2 separate regions of the Mus musculus genome follow, and region 2 is linked to region 1. The links are chromatin contacts, called in public Hi-C maps. All regions are on one chromosome and are shown on one strand. Each heading gives the region's core, a stretch centred on a gene start, on an enhancer-like site or on the middle of the called end of the contact. The rest is flanking DNA. Distances are from core to core; before and after follow the strand shown.

What was found. Hi-C and Micro-C count contacts between places; a contact is called where the count stands out from the background.
Region 2: a contact with region 1 is called in a Hi-C map of bone marrow-derived macrophages, with 27 read pairs. The contact joins two enhancer-like sites. A contact is called at or near these places in 9 of 39 promoter capture datasets (the C10 cell line, the HPC-7 cell line, cranial neural crest and 5 more), 1 of 15 datasets of contacts at CTCF or cohesin (the NIH/3T3 cell line), 21 of 484 Hi-C or Micro-C datasets (the C10 cell line, the HPC-7 cell line, the MPC-11 cell line and 11 more), 6 of 115 datasets of contacts at active chromatin or transcription factors (cardiomyocytes, embryonic brain, embryonic stem cells and 1 more) and 3 of 9 other capture datasets (adipose tissue, liver and macrophages).

Annotation. Positions count from the first base shown.
Region 1 is chr10:89,483,826-89,486,459 of GRCm38.p6, reverse strand. All of the region lies in intron 2 of Nr1h4 (nuclear receptor subfamily 1, group H, member 4), which reads left to right. Among named protein-coding and RNA genes, the nearest start is that of Nr1h4, 22 kb to the left of the region's middle. Within about 2 kb of position 1,344, at least 18 of the 459 cell types and tissues checked have an H3K27ac peak or open chromatin away from gene starts, as enhancers often do. A contact at or near this core is called in bone marrow-derived macrophages, where this site is marked.
Region 2 is chr10:89,628,976-89,631,609 of GRCm38.p6, reverse strand. No RefSeq gene overlaps it. Among named protein-coding and RNA genes, the nearest start is that of Slc17a8, 9.0 kb to the right of the region's middle. Within about 2 kb of position 1,314, at least 5 of the 459 cell types and tissues checked have an H3K27ac peak or open chromatin away from gene starts, as enhancers often do. A contact at or near this core is called in bone marrow-derived macrophages, where this site is marked.

The sequences.
Region 1 (2,634 bases), core at 95-2,594:
TATTCTGTAAGCCCTCATTCAAATTTTTCAAAGAGCCTTTTCTGATTTCCCAACTTGGAATTAGGGTTACCCTAGCTTGACATTTGATTCTTAGGCATCAGGAGATCCTTAGATTAGAGTTATTTTATTGTAAAACTTTCTGAATGATAGCTGGATAATGGATAACTATTTTTCATAGTTCCCATAATAAATACGCAACTCTCCATGTCTGCAGGATTATTGTTCTCCCCCTCTAAGACACACTGCAACCTTTGTAAGCACATAGAAATGACTCAAAATTCTGTTCTATATCCTAATATTCTTCTTCCATAGTTCAATCATGTATTACATATTTAGCTGTCAGCCTATATTGTACTCTGCTCTGAATTTACTTCTTCATATTCCCAAGCTGAGAGTTCTGAAGACAGGGATACCTTGCCCATCTTGATAGCTGGAACATCAGAGAATGCAGTTCTCTGTCGGCGCTGAGTGTTAAGCTACTCTCGCTTGTCCTGTGTCCCTGGAGAGGCAACTAGAGCAGAGCAATTGAGGGTCTTCCTGATTTTCAGTTGTCCCCAAATCAAGGCCAAACATTTAATGTTTCTGTATTCCTTTCCTTTCCTTTATATTATAGGGGAGGAGAATAATTGATATTATGATAAAGTAGCTAAGTGGTGGCAAAGTGGTTCGAGCAATAGAATGTAAGTAATAAATGCTATTAACCCAACATCTGTTAAAATAACAACTTATGTCTTAGACAAGAGCAAGTCTTTATGAAGTTATAAGTCCTTGATAAGAACTTCAAACAGAAAGACCTCAGTGCAAAGGATATAGAGTTGTTCTGTTTTCTTTCTGCTGCTGTGATAAAACTCGATGCCCAAAGGCAACTTAGAGTAAGACTGGGCTCATTTCAACTTATACTTCTAGGTCACAGTCCATCATTGAGCGAAGTCAAGGCAGGTCTGCTTGCTGTTTCCTGCAGTGTTGCCTCCAGTTGAAAACTCATTTATACTCAAAGTAGTACAACACAAACCAAGCTGGCTGGAAGAACACTGCTTGCTGGCACATTCCTTGGGGTGTTCAGGACCATGTTTAGTTAGCTTCCTTATAGCCCAAGACCATCTGTTTGGGGAATGGTACCACCACAGTGGACTGGGCCCACCTACATCAACTAACATTTAAGATTATTTCATAGACATGCCCACAGACCAACCTAATTAAACCAATTGACTGAGACTTTTAAAAAGCCTGGTGATTCTGGGTGCTGTCAACTTGACAGTTGACACCAAGTAGGACAGGAGTAAACCTAGAATGGAAAAAGCTAGAATTGAAACTGCTTTGTTATCATCAAGGAAGCATGACTGAAAGTAGCCCAGTGACAGGAAGGGAAGAGCCCAACCCAAGAGAGGAAGTGTTAACTTTGAAATTTGCCACATATACCCCAGTTATGAAAACAAAATGGTCCACCTTCATCCACAGTGGCTACATCCCAAGATACCCAGTGGTGGCTTCAAACTGTGAATCATATACACAGCTATACAGGCATGAATTAGGCACAGGAAAATTATCAGTAATAATCAATGACAAAATAAAAAAATGTGAATGATGTGCAATAGAATTTCTTGCACACATGAGATCTCTCAAATGCCACTGGATAGGTAATCAGTACACCATGGATTTCCTGGCTGAAGGAATGATTCTAATCCTGGGTGAGGCTGCAAGAAAATAAAAATAAAAATAAATCCCATTCATCACACTACTCAGAAATGTGTAATTTCAAAATTTGCAAGGGGCTTATCTCTGAATCATGGTCTACAGCATGTCATCAAAACCTAAGAAAATGAAATTGTGAGTGTGTAAACTTCTGTACCAAACAAGCATTAGTTTTTCTGTTACTTCTTCGCTCCCCAAATACATGTCCCTGCTTACTGCCACCAACCCTGGGAATATTGGAAGCTATGGTTAACTCGTTGAAGAACAAGCAGATGAGGACATGAAGGAAGGAAGAGTCACATTCTCTTCCTGGCTTGATGCATCTTATCTGAACTGGCTGCAGCTAGACTGTTCATCTCTGGGGAGATACTGCGTTTTAAATCACGCTTGGCAATTTTTATGGCTAGGCAAGGCTGTCTATATTAGTGGGGAAAAACTCAAACCTTGAATAGTAACTTTCTTCCTAACTACCTGGTAAACAACAACACGTGTTCTAGATTTTTGCTTGCTGCTCACGTTCGAGGTTTTGAAAAAAAGGAGTATTTATTTAATTTTGTGTGTTGTATGAGAGTTTTGTCCGCATGGGTGTGTGTGTACCGCCTGCATGCCTGATGTTCACGGAAGTCGAAAGAAGGTGTTGGATTCCTGGAACTGAAGTTATCAGTGGCTGTAAAAACACCACGTGGGTTTGGAGAACCCAACCCTGTCCTCCACAAGAGCACCCAGTGCTCTTGATTCCAGTGCCAAATCTCTAACCCCTCACTTGCTATATTAACAGTTCCCTGCATGCGTCCTGCCTCAGCACAGCGTCCAACAGTATCCACACGAACCCTACTCTTTCCTTGTTTGGTTATTTGCATGCATTTGCTTTTGGTCAACCTTTAAACTCTGCGAGGGCAGGGACGGATTGTTTGCCTTTATAGCGTCAGCACATAGCACTTA
Region 2 (2,634 bases), core at 65-2,564, 150 kb before region 1:
GAGAGAGAGAGAGAGAGAGAGAGAGAGAGAGAGAGAGAGAGAGAGAGAGAGAGAGAGAGAGCCACCAAGTAGGCTGCAGCTGGGAGCCAGGAAGCCAACACTTGGGCTAGTCTAGGGAAGGTCTTCACAGAGGAGACAGGGCCTGCCTGAGCTTGGGCATTCAGAGCACTTTTAGAAGGGTGCTTGTGGTAATAGGGTTACGGAGGAGCCACGTTTTCTCAGAATTGGAAATCCTGGGCATGGGATTGGTTGAGATAACTCCCCAAGTCCTTCTGAAACCAGGGGTCCTATTGAATTGACCAAACTTGCTTATCTTCATCATTGTTATTTATTCTATTATTGTTTTGACTTTTGGAGACAGGGTTTTGCTGTGTAGCCCTGGCTGTATTGGAACTCACTCTGTAGACCAGAGTGATCTTGATTTCCCAGAGATCCGCCTCCCTCTGCTTTCTGAGTGCTTTCTGAGTGAATTAAAAGCATGCTCTAGTACCATCTGGTAATATTACTTTTAAACACGGTCTCACTATGTATCCTAGGCTGGTCTGAAACTTGAAATCCTCCTGCCTCAGCTTCCTCAAGGGCTGAGATCACAGGAGTGTGCCACTGTATGGGTTGGGCAATTAACTTTTGTTTCACATTATAGCCCAGGCTGGCCTTGAACTCCTGACATTCCTCTTGCTTCCATTGGTCAAATGCTGGGATAAACAGCATGAACCATGGACACCTGGCTTTGGATAATTTTTCTATGATCTGTTGTGTGTGTGGTGTGCATGTGTATATGTGTGCGTTCACATGTGTGGGCATGCATATGTCTGGGTATAGACAGTTGGCACTGGGCACCTTTTTCTATCCCTCTCTGTCTTCTACTCTGAGGCAGCATCTATCTCACTTTAGCCAGCTTGCTCTGGAGTTAACCCTGTCTCTAGGGTGCTGAGCTTACAGGTGGCCACCATGACCTGGGTATTACAATTCTGGTCCTTATGCTTGTGTGGCCAGAGCTTGTGCCTGTTGGACCATCACCCCAGCTCTCTTTCAAAAACTTTTGATGAGAAGGAAAAGTGGAATTAGTGTTGGATTAAAATATTTGGCATTAAGGCAACAGCAAAGCAAATACCGAAACAATCGACAGTGTCGTTTGTATCTGACCATTGATATTTTGAAATATTTTAAATTAAAGTATTTTAGAAATTTAAGAATTCACAGGGGGTTGAAACATTTTAGAAGAAATAATATTATTTGAAGTCAGTGGCTAGCTGATTTCTGGGGGAAACTGTATATGCTGTGAATCTATTTAATCTACAAACTACCAGAAGGTGTCGCTGTTTCCCAAGCAATTCACATTAGCCTGCTTCCAAGGAGCGCTCATCCTTGTAACATAAAGAACCCTGAGAAAACCTTGTCAGGGACATTTTGCTGTGGTTAGAGTCATTAGAAGAGCCCCTCAAGAGAAAGGCTTGTGGAAGATGTGTGAGTTTCTTCCTCATTCTCAACCTGAAATTATCTGGACACTCAGGATTTGTCATACCTCAATAACAGCAAAGGTAGCTCGCTTAGCAGGTGAAGGAGTTTGCCACCAGGGCTCCTGAAAACCTGAGTTTGATTCCCGGTATCCACATTAGGTAGAAGGAGAAAACCGACTCAGGCAAGTTGTCCCCTGAGACACGCATACACACACAAACACACACACACTCACTAAATTGGAAAGTGAAGGCGATAAAAATATCTCAACATGCTTTGTAATCCTGATCTTTTGGTAACATTTCAGCATGCTCCACTCTGTCCCAACTGCACTTATTAAATTTACCAGGGTTTATAATTTATTTTGGTTCTGGATGCCACCTAAGTATCAACGAAAATTTTAAAAGTCACTCTGCATGGAGCATAAAGCAAAGCCTTTCCCCCCACTATGATTTAATGACACATGGCCGGAGGAACCGATGTCTCCCCGTTTCCTCAAAAGGAGGGGACAGTGATTCATGGTACTTACCAACCAGTATTTGCACATAGCCCACAGGTAGCTGGTGGTTCAGGAGAAAGAAGGACAATTCCACTGTTGTTATCACTGGAAACTAGAGTACCATGTTAATGTGTTTTGTCCTGGAGAGCCATGTCTCTAAACGGAAATGAGAGACAACCAGGGAGCAACCAAATGAACGAATGATTTGGGTTTACTTGTTTTTACCTTTTGAGACAGGCTCTTACTGGAAAAAAGGCCCCGAAAGCCCCAAGCTTGTGGTGATCCCCCTGCCTCAGCTTTCTGGGTGCTAGAATTAAAGAAACATGCCATTACCCTTGGGTCATAAGTATGAGTTCTTTTATAATAAAACCTTTGGAGTGTGAGTGTGTATGTGTGTGTGTGTATCTGTGCGTGTGCACTTGTATGTGTGCACATGTGTGTGTTCAAGAGTGACTGTGTGTGTGTGCACATGTGTGTGTTCTTGTGAGTGTGTGCCCACATGTGTGCATGCAAGTGTGTGTGTGAGATGCAGGTGTGTGTGTATGAGATGCCATGGTGATCATGTGGACATCAGAGAACAGCGTTTGAGAGTCAGTTTTCTTCCACCTTGTTGAGTCAGAGTCTGTCTTGTTTCTGCCATCCTGCCATGGGCCTCTGGGTAATACTTCTGTTTCCAT